3 separate regions of the Zea mays genome follow, and regions 1 and 2 are each linked to region 3. Evidence: chromatin contacts called from public Hi-C data. All regions are on one chromosome and are shown on one strand. Each heading gives the region's core, a stretch centred on a gene start, on an enhancer-like site or on the middle of the called end of the contact. The rest is flanking DNA. Distances are from core to core; before and after follow the strand shown. Region 1 holds the start of LOC100275311. Region 2 holds the start of LOC100274266. Region 3 holds the start of LOC100193160.

The links. A called contact is a pair of places that touch in the nucleus more often than the background predicts.
Region 1: a contact with region 3 is called in a Hi-C map of ear, with 2.0 times the contacts expected there. The contact joins the promoter of LOC100275311 here to the promoter of LOC100193160 in region 3. A contact is called at or near these places in 2 of 25 Hi-C or Micro-C datasets (ear and tassel).
Region 2: a contact with region 3 is called in a Hi-C map of root tip, with 2.7 times the contacts expected there. The contact joins the promoter of LOC100274266 here to the promoter of LOC100193160 in region 3. A contact is called at or near these places in 6 of 25 Hi-C or Micro-C datasets (ear, endosperm, leaf and 2 more).

The regions. Positions count from the first base shown.
Region 1 is chr1:278,826,268-278,829,655 of Zm-B73-REFERENCE-NAM-5.0, reverse strand. LOC100275311 reads left to right here and starts at 1,551. Exons shown (of 4, transcript NM_001149419.1): 1 at 1,551-1,942; 2 at 2,062-2,108; 3 at 2,200-2,314. The coding sequence starts at 1,655.
Region 2 is chr1:278,755,837-278,759,508 of Zm-B73-REFERENCE-NAM-5.0, reverse strand. LOC100274266 reads left to right here and starts at 1,789. Exons shown (of 4, transcript NM_001148630.2): 1 at 1,789-2,666; 2 at 2,749-3,171; 3 at 3,270-3,508; 4 at 3,618-3,672. The coding sequence starts at 2,067.
Region 3 is chr1:278,581,267-278,585,100 of Zm-B73-REFERENCE-NAM-5.0, reverse strand. It overlaps LOC100193160, which reads left to right and starts at 1,666. Exons shown (of 10, transcript NM_001138317.1): 1 at 1,666-1,821; 2 at 3,078-3,292; 3 at 3,376-3,467; 4 at 3,576-3,767. The coding sequence starts at 3,115.

The sequences.
Region 1 (3,388 bases), core at 302-2,801, 240 kb before region 3:
TTTTTAGTTTCATTTGTTTTTCCTCGCTAAACTTTATCACTACACCTTTTTTAAAAAAAATTAGCTACTAATGAAACAAACACGGTAGCTAAAAGTGTTGTGCTAAAGTTTAGCACGCATTATCACTTTAGTTCCACCAAAGTTGCTAAACTGTGCTAAAAATGTCGCCAATCTTATTTTGCATTGAATACCCCTTTTCTCTCTTCCCACCATTGGTCACGTGCTCCTTGTGAACCGTAAGTGCTAAAGTTTTGCACTTTTTCCAAACATCCCTCAAGTGCTAAAATTTAACAATAGATTATCATGTGCTAATTTTAGCACTAGTGCAAAAAACAGGCCCTCAGTCGGTTGGTATATCCGGGACTAATGGTGCCATTAGTCCTAGACTCAACTTTGATGGGGTAAGAAAAAAACAAGAAGGGTATATTCTCTACCTGTGTGTTGATCTATAATCATCTTATCTTTACGATCTTTTGTTCATGTCAACCTTGTAATCTAAATATACATTAACATTAGGTTAGTTCCCATTTTCACCAAAATCCATAAGATGAACTAATGGTACACAACCTAATACAGGATTGAGTGGCTCCTCAAACCATCACAACAAAAACACCTAATGTTCACGTCTCCTGAAAAGCCAATGCAAGAATTGAGGCGCATAGGATATTGCTATTTGAGTTTTCGTAAGTTAAATTGTCATATCTACCAAGTTATATAGAATATTGCTAATACATATTATGTATTTAACATTCTAATTCGGTATTATTTATGTTATTGTTTTTTTATATATTGTTGATCAAAGTTGTGACTATTTGATCTTGACCAACTCTAGCAGCAATGAGATTCCTTAAGGTAGTGTTTGGTTGAGGAGCCAAGTAGAACGGAGTCGTTCCATCCCTGATTCTAGGAACGGAGCCGCTCTGTTCTGTGTTTGGTAATCTGGAACAGAGCGGTTCTGTTTTTTGTTTGGTTGCAGAGTGAACGGAACGGAGCGTGACTGTGAGAGCGGGATTGGAACGGAGCGGCTCCGTTCCATTGATTTTTTGGAGCGGAATGGTTCCGGATCTGAGGAGAATATTCCCTAATTGGAGTCATTCCGTTCTAGTTACTTTGTAACTAAACAACAACAAAACTGGAACAGAACGGTTCCGTTCTACTAGGCTCTTCAACCAAACACTACCTAAAAGAAGTGAATGAGACTATGAGAGGGACGGTCCAAAGTAGTTGCGGGACATGCGAGAAAATCCGACAGGGCTCGCGGGCCAGCCCAAAGGCGACCAGCCGACCAGGTGTCACCAAACCAGGCCATTTTAGTGGGCCGCGTCTGTATCTTCTAGCTCGCTCATCCGTCAGCCCACGTACCAATGATCCGTGCGCACCTAGCACCTACTCGAAAAACTTTTCCTCGACAGGAAAACTAATCGAAAAACTACGCGCCCAAGCAGCGCCACGCGGCCTCCCCGCCGCGCACCACGAGCCACTCGCTCGCTCCCCCGTCCTAGTAGTGGCTAGTGCGCGCGCAACACACACGGACGCGCGCGCTCCGTACTCGGGAGTCGGGCCTCGACTCGGCACGCGTCCGCGGCTCCGCGCCCAGGCCAGGGTGTGTTGTGTCTTCCAGTCTCCACGCTCCTGAGACCACATCTCTCTCTCCATGGCGACGGCCATCTCGTTCCCGCGCGCGCCGCTGGTCACTCCCCGCGCGTGCACCCCCCGCCGGCTTGTCCACGTGTCGGCGGCGCGCGCCTCTCCCCCGCGCGGAGGAGGGCGCGTCGGTCGCCGCTCCCCGACGGTCCCCGCTGTAGCGGGAGCCTCCTCCTCCTCCTCCGGCTTGGCTCCGGACACAAGCGTGCCGGCGTGGGACGCTCTCGGCGGCGTCTCCGTCCTCGCCGCGGGAACAGGCAACGCTGTGGCGCTGACGGACCTGTGGGACTCCGCCGAGGTACCACTGTCTTCCTCCGTGATCTGCGGCCGGTCAGTGGCCACACAGCGGGACGGCCCTGCCCTGGCCTGCCTTCCCTGCCGTCGTATGCTGACGCCGCCTTGCGCTTGCGCGCGCAGGGGGTGGCCGTGGTTGCGCTGCTGAGGCATTTCGGGTGCTTCTGCTGGTGAGGAGATCGAGATGGTATCTGTTGGTTGGTTGGTTGGTTGGTTGTTGTTCGCGAGTAAGCTTTGATTTGGGCGTGTCCATTTCCGCAGCTGGGAGCTGGCCTCTGTTCTCAAGGACGCCATGGCGGAGTTCGACTCGGCGGGGGCTAAGCTGATCGCCATCGGCGTCGGAACCCCGGAGAAGGCTCGCATCCTCGCCGACCGGGTATGTGGCCTCGTGCTGAACACTCTTATATGTGAAGGCTTGAAGCTACTGAAAGTCTGAAACCTTGCCGAAAACTGAATCTCTGAATGAGTGCGCGTTGCAGCTGCCGTTTCCTATGGACTCCTTGTACGCGGACCCCGAGCGTAAGGTGACAGACTACGGTGCAGAAGCGTCTCAACTTTTGAAATTTCAAGTGTTTTGGTTTGCGCGATCGTAATGCCCTGTCCTAGGTATGACCGCGGCTCTGCTGAACGCTGCTTCGTTCTCTCAGGCTTACAGCGTGCTTGGACTGTACCATGGTCTGGGCCGGACGCTCTTCAGTCCAGCTAGTGTAAGTACCATCGCTTTGAGCTGAGCAGTAAGCACTGCTGCTCTCGTCTTTGTTACCGTTCGTGGACGTCTTGAGATGTCGCGCGCTGGTGACATGACTTGCAATCTTTTACACTGCACGCTGATTGTATATATATACACACGATACGAAGGCAAAGATATATTCGAGGCTCGACTACATCAAGAAGGCGACGGAGAACTACACGCTGGAAGGCACGCCCGCCGACCTCACCGGCGTCCTGCAGCAGGTTGAAGTCGTCGTCGTCTGAGCTCTACCTCTACGCTACGGTGTGCATACTGAAGGGTCTCATTCGCTGCTCGTCTCTCTCTCTCTCCACCAGGGTGGAATGTTCGTGTTCAGAGGGAAGGAGTTGCTGTACTCGTGGAGAGACCAAGGCACGGGTGACCATGCTCCTCTGGACGACGTGCACAGCGCCTGCCGCAAAATTCCCAGTCGCTTGACCTGATGGAACGGATTCCGGCAGCACATGAACCCGTCCCAGCATTCAGGCGCTGCTATCTAGGAAATGCCATATCGGATAGAGAGACCAAAACTGCTATACATCTGCTTCCAAATTGGTTCGTCCTGAACGTGTAAAATCCACACATGACATATGTACACAAGATGCTTTTTTTCCCACAGAAAACTAAGAACAGTGTATCCCGTCGCGATCCAGTCCTCCCCTTGCACGCGTACCTCTCCACGAGCCACCAAAGCAAACTGGCAAAAACTCTAGAGTTCCT
Region 2 (3,672 bases), core at 540-3,039, 170 kb before region 3:
TCAGGCCTTTGCAGCTTTATGCTGATGGGGTTACCAGCTGAGAATTAGGCGTCTTGAGGGTACCCCTAATTATGGTCCCCGACACTAGTGTTCAATTGTAATTGTTATTACCAACCACGTTGATTATATTATTGTTTCTGTACCTTTTCATTTTTTAAGTTAAATAAAATTCGACGGAAGACTTCTGATTTGACTTGGAAAAAGAGAGGATTAGAGTTAACTGGATTGCAAGGTGGATAATTAAGAGCCCATGTTATGGATAAGAATTCTATCTAATTATTACTGATAAGAGATTATGAAGGAACCTCTATGTTGATCATAACGAGTTGCCCATGAAAAAAGATAATTTTAAAAATTCTCACAATAATCATAATATACAAATTTAATTTTATAGACTCTAATCATCATCGCTATTATATTGGTTTTATTATTTTTTATAGAAAAATTGAAAGGATCAACAAGGTTTAGAGGAGTGGAGAGGTTTGAATAGGATAATACCTAAAATTTCTTTCAATTTTCTAAGCATCAGATTAGGAAATTAGGGTTTGTTTGAAAGCATAGTATTTTTAGAGTTTTAGGTAAAACTATGATATTGGACAATATCATAGTATTTTCTGGAAAGAGGTGTTTGGCTATATTGTAAAAAAAATTGTTTTGAATACCATTGTTTTTATAGATACATGGTATTTTTGGAGTATTTAAAAGTTCAATCCAACACCAAGTTTTTGGCCATGACTAGGCTTGCACATGTGTAAGAGTACACAGTTGTGTGATGACAACTTAAAATCGTAGTATTTAAAGATTGAAATACTTTGCATCCAAACAAACCAAAGGACACGAAGATTTGTCTTGAACTAGAGTTATTTGGAACTTTCGAAAAATTTCTAGCAATTGTTTTAAAAAAACAGACCGATGATTTATTGAATTACAGCACTTCCTTCGGGGGAGCCTTCTAACCTCAGGAAACTGTATAATATATTTAATACGATTAACTGCTATAGTTGTTGGTGTAAATATTAACATCTAAAATTCTAAGTCATGGTTCGACAATATCAAATTTTACTTTTCCTCTGTTCTAAATTATTTTTTTTTCTAGATATATAGTTTTTATTACGTAGTTAAATATACAATATGTATATTATATATAATATATTAAAATAAAATATATTGTAATTTGAGTGGAAGAAGTATTTATCAGTTATCGGAACACATGTTTGCTACTGCCTTAATTTTAAATTGTATGCTATTCTAACTTTTGCGGATAATAAAAATATATTAAATTTAATTAATTTTATAAAGATAATTATAAAAATATATGACATCAAATATATAGTATAAACATATAATTAATGAAAAATCTAATATGTGCTACAAAAATATAATTAATGAAAAGTATAATATGTCAAAAATATAATTAATGGAAATATTAATTCTTATTTATATCATAAAATGATTATTTTATTATATAAATCTGTTCAAATTTAAAACAAAATGTTTTGACTCTAAAAGTTAAAATGAACTATACTTTAGATTGGAGGGAGTAAAAGAAGGTTTGTTAAAAAAATTCCACAGGAAGGGTGGTGGCCTGATGGGTGGGTGAAGAAATGAGGGAGCATTCTATAGGAGTTGAGGACATGAAATTGAGGAAGCCTTTCAGGTTGGCAGGACGCCAGGACCCACACATTAAGCTCCAGGGCAGCGTGCAGCGTGCCCAGCTGCTGCCAAGTGTACGTCTTCCCCGGGCAGCTGGATAAGCCTCACCTTGTGTCCTTGTCTCAACTCTCAAGTCTCAATTCCGTCGTCGCCACTCGGCCCCTACACGAAGGCACGCAGCACATATCAGACACCTCCGACCGTCGCATTCTTCACGAGTCCTCCGGCCCAGCGCGCGCCTTCTCAAACCTTCTAGAACGCCCACCTTCCTTCTTTCGTCCACTCCTCCACCGCTCCATTCCGAACCTTTTTAAGCTCTCCCATGGAGTCTGACCTCATAGCTTATATAGCAAAACAATAGAAGTAGAACAAGCACAGAACTGTTAAGCTCCGCAGGCTGCAGCTCGTCCCCAATGTCGTCTGCTTCTCTTGCATCTTCTCTCTTGTGCAGCAGCAGTGCTTCTACTAGTAGAAGCGCAACCGTGCCAAGAGTAACCAGGACCCCTCTTTTTTCCAAGAACCAGTACAAACCGCCTCTTCGGCCTCTTAGGAGTAGTTCAGTAGTAAGGCGATCGTTGCAGCAGGAGCAAGAGGAGAGGGTGGGCCCGGCGTCCTCTGTCTCTGTGGCCTCCGGCGAGCGACAGGAGGAGGCGACGGCGTCGCATCATGTTGGAGGGGTGGATGAGGCCAAGGCGTCGGGCCATGTTGGAGAGGCAGATAAAGGAGGCCAAGGAGAAGGCGACGGCGAGGAGAAGAGGAGCACAGACGAGCAGCAGGAGGTGGACTGGAAGTCAGACGAGGAGTTCAAGAAGTTCATGGGCAATCCCTCCATCGAGGCCGCCATCAAGTTGGAGAAGAAGCGCGCCGACAGGAAGCTCCGCGAGCTGGACCGCGAGCCCGACGCCAACCCCGTCGCCGGCCTGTTCCGGGGCTTGGTGAAGGACCAGCTGGCCCGCGAGAAGCAGAGGCTGGAGCTGGCGGAGCAGACCTTCAAGGCACTCGACCTCAACAAGGTAACTTCCTTCCTCAATTCGCTCTGCTTGGTGCTGATTATCAGAACTTGGGCGATTGATGCCGTGCTGCGTCTGCGTGCAGCTGAAGAGCTGTTTCGGGTACGACACGTTCTTCGCCGTGGACGTCCGGAGGTTCGGCGACGGCGGGATCTTCATCGGGAACCTGCGTAAGCCCATCGAGGAGGTGCGGCCTAAGCTGGAGAAGAAGATCTCCGAGGCGGCTGGAACAGAGGTCACCCTCTGGTTCATGGAGGAGAAGAACGACGACATCACAAAGCAGGTCTGCATGGTTCAGCCCAAGGCAGAGATCGACGTCCAGCTCGAGATCACCAAGCTGAGCACGCCGTGGGGCTACCTCAGCGCCGTGGCGTTGGCGGTCACGACCTTCGGGACGATCGCGCTCATGAGCGGATTCTTCCTCAAGCCCGGCGCCACGTTCGACGACTACGTCTCTGACGTGCTTCCTCTGTTCGGCGGCTTCCTCACGATACTCGGCGTCTCTGAGGTACGAGCGGCGGCACAGCAATGTCCGCACACGCACAGCTGCACTTGGATGTTTTCGCGGCATTCGACGTGCTGCAGCTGATGATCATGCGGTGGCAGATTGCGACTAGGCTGACGGCGGCGAAGTACGGTGTGAAGCTGAGCCCGTCATTCCTCGTGCCGTCCAACTGGACGGGGTGCCTCGGCGTGATAAACAACTACGAGTCGTTGCTGCCCAACAAGAAGGCCCTGTTCGACATACCAGTCGCGCGCACGGCCAGCGCGTACGTCACGTCGGTGGTGCTTGCCGTCTCGGCGTTCATCGTCGACGGCAGCTTCAACGGCGGCGAGAACGCCCTGTGAGTCCTGCATGCAACCATCATCGTTCGCTTCTTCTGTTCGTTCGTGGCATCAGTTTTGGTCGAGGCAGAGAGATCTGACTGACACTGGCACTGCTTGCTTGCAAAGGTTCGTGCGGCCGGAGTTCTTCTACAACAACCCGCTGCTGTCGTTCGTGCAGCTG
Region 3 (3,834 bases), core at 417-2,916:
CACTTGGTACGCGTGAACTAGACTCAGGCCCTATTCTTTTGCTCGTTCACTGGGACAGTTACATGTTTGACTTAATCTATTCGGTTTGATAGAGAAATCACTCCATTTTTCTCGCTTAATTAGATTTAATGCGAAGCCCTACCATTGGTGAAACAGGCATTTAGAACCATCTGTAAAAAATACAAGCATTTCAATAGATACTGCAAATTGAGAAGGTCAGGCCAAAGGTTGCATCCCTCTCTGGTCTTTTGTAAGAACTAAGAACAAAGGAACAGGCTAACAGTAACAGCTAATGCTTCTAATATTTAAAACAGGCACTTTGGACTGAAGGATTGTATTAAGTATAAGTATACCTGCTTAGATTAGCGCAAAGCAAGCATGTAAACAACTAATCACACCGACACATAATACAAGCCCCAGATTCTCATTGGGATGCAGAAGTAGGTGACTAGCTGCATCTGCATGAGGGTAATGTCCATACTCCACCTCATTTCTCTCCCCAATCTGACCAGTGGAGCAAAATCTTTTTTTTTTTGGTGATATGGAGAGTGATCAAACTTTTTAGCTGTGTCTGTGTGTGGTTTGGTTGATGCTGAAGTCATTCCATCACCATGTACCAGCAAGTTTTTTTGTACTATAAAGAGAGAGGCAAAGAGAGAAAGATCTCGTGGAGATGGAGACACCTAAGCAAGCAAGGAAGCAGCAGGATGCCTTACAGTGCATGCTTTGACCATATCCCACAAATCCAGCTAGTGTCCTGCATTCTCAGACTGTAGAGGACAAGAAGGTGAAAAGATTACAAGATTCCTAATGTTTTTGCTCACCTTCTCCCTCTCTGTATATGTTCTTTTCTTCTTCCCTGCCTGGGTGTCTAGAGAGAGGGAGGATGGCTGTAGCCTGTAGGTAAGCTGGCAGGAATGAGAAAAAAGACCAATGTACAAATAGATGGCAGCATGTCAGTAGAAAGAGAGATATGGCTCATTCAAAGCTTGGTGTGGAAGAGAAGCACTCCCAACCCTTATAAACAAAGCCATCTTTGTAAAAGTAGCAGTAGTAGCACTAGCAACAGTGCTGTTGTGCTACATCTACAAAATCAAGCATACCATGAAGCTTAAAATAAACTCCATAAACCATCCAATGATCTGACTCACATTTCTGGATTTTTTTTTCTCAAATGCTGTTTACCGCCTAGCCCTTGCTACCTGGTGAGAAATCATTTTCCTTCAGTTCAAACTTGCTGCTATGTATCCATTGGGTAAAGAATAAAATAACAAGCTATAGATAATATACAAATGTTCAATAGTACCAGTGCACAGGCAAACTGGGGCCCACAGGACATTGAGGGTATGCAAGGCTGGAGAGCTGAGAATTATGCACTATTTTTTTTACTCTCTACTTTATTTTCTCCTTACTACAGCTAATCTTTGTGTACTAAAGTAAAGCAAGCAGTAAACTACTACTAATAGTACACTAGCCTGCTGTTAACTTTGATTAGGGGTTGTTAGCTTACGCTAAGGTTTTGGAAATATTAGAGAGGAGAGAAGAGAGAGAAGGGAAGGAATAGAGAAGAGAGAGAGAGAGAAAGGGGCAGTTGCAGTGGTTAACAACCCTCTGCCAGAGCGCAAGAAGGAATCATTTCACCTCAGTGGCAGGTAACAAACACCACTTAGCAGCAGGCTCTTGCGTCCGTCTTGCCCTTTTGCTTCCGCCTCCTGCCCTTAAAATCTTTCACCACCCCCTCCCGTCGCGGTCAAATTGGCGATCCTCGTTTGGGGAGGGCCAAGAAACCAGAGCTCTCTCTCCGATGCCCACCAACGTCAGGTAATTCTGCAAAAAAAGGAAAGAAAAAATTTCATCTAATCGATTATTTCAAAGTGTTCGTCTCCGCTTGCTGGTGAAATTGGTGGCCGGCCTTTTGGAGTTGAAGGGTTCATGTGATTCCGCGGTCGGGTAATTCTCAGGCAGTTATTGTCTCGAACATCTTGGCACCTGTTCCTTTCAAGATCTTTACACCACCTCATTACGCGGTGTAGTCAAAGGTCGTTGCTTTCGTCTCCCCCTGCTCTCGGAAAGCTTCAGCACTGCCTTAGTTATTTCTTGCAGATCCTACTCCTGCCACCTACGCATTCAAATAGCCTCACGCTATCACCAGTTCAGCTTACCTTCTTACCCCCTTCCTTCTGTGAGCTTTGGTGATGCGAAAGTATTTCTCCAAGTTTTCATTTCACATTTGCTGTTTTTCCAAGATTATGAAGAAACTATAAAGTGATCGGTAGCCCTGTTTGGAGACAGCTTCATGTTTTCTGTGCGTTCCTGGAGATGCTAGTCCTGTGATTTTACTCATCCAAGTAGGGCCCGTTAGTTTAAATTCCCAATAACATTACTAGGAGCTCTTTTAGCTTCTTAAGGAGCAGCTGCCTAGCCATATCCTAAAGGAGACCGCACTTCTTGGTTAGTTCCAAACTTGTTTTCGTATTCTTCATCTGGTGAAACATGACCCTTTTCTTTCAAGCTCAATGGTACTAGTGTGGTACATGCCTGGTTATTGAAGATTTGGTAACTTTTCCTGTTCCCAATTAGCTTTGGTGTTTTTAGTCTTTTAGGAAGAGCTGGCTCTCCTCCCATTTCATTCACTTTGCTCCAAAAGACTCAGTTAGTGAGTGCCGTTTGCTTAATGATGGGGTTATTTCTCCTGTGTCTCCTCCTTTATGCCCTGGGTTTAAAGTTTCACTTTCTGGACTGTGTGCTTTAGCCTGTTGCAGATTTGGTTTGTTCTCAAAGGCTATGGGTGAAGCATGTCTTCTCCAGCTGTAATGCAGTTCCACCAGGCCTTTGCCTGGACGGTGGATGGTTCTTTTGCCCGTCTTTTTATCTGTAGTTAGGGATAGCATGGTTATTCTCGAAGGGACTGGTTGCTTTTCAACTTTGTTAGGTTACCAGTTGAGGTGACACTGTTTGCCCTCGACCTCAACCAAACCAGTTGATCAATGTTTACTCCTTTGTACAAGGCGCTATGGGCCAATGTTTACCTTCTGTAGTTTCATTCATACTGTTTACCTTCTGTTTATCTTGAATAGGTGATTGAGGAACGTTGGTGTTTCTGGATAATTGGAGATGTACTCAGGCCAGCAATCTGATCAAGGTCCTAGTGCAAATAGTGGCAGAGAATTCTCCGAGGCAAATTGGAATTCTTACACAATGCATCAAAAGATAGCTTATAGTGGACAACATGGGTTTGGACCTTACGGCATGGGCTTAGAAGATAGGCTGGGGTTGTATCAATCTTCATCTGGTTAGTTTTGTATCATGTTGCCAGGTAGATCTTTCTGATGGTGACAATTCTGGAGTTAATAGAAACAATAATAATTCTCGCAGGTACATTAAGTCATGACATCCAAATGAGTGATGAGCATAGCGGAGGTGTGAAGAAGAGGAAAGGAGTGGAGGACTGTGTCACATTGTTGCCTGTAAGATTTCTTGTTGAGCTCACTTCCTCATCTAATCTACATGTCTAGAATTATATGTTGATGGTTTCTTATGGTATTGACTGGCTGTCTTGTAATTGCTGGCTATAGAATGCAGGTGATCAACAAACAGAAGGTTCATCTCAGCCAGAAAGGAATTCAATGGAGGAGGGGAACAGAAAGATTTCGCCCAAAATACAAAGCAAGGAAGATTCTTCTGATGGTGATGGTACTAAAGAGGACTATGTTCATATCCGGGCAAAGCGAGGTCAAGCCACTAACAGCCACAGCCTCGCAGAAAGAGTAAATTTCTCTCTTGTAATTAGTAACTACCAGTTCAGTTTGCTTTATTACCTTCACTCACACTTGA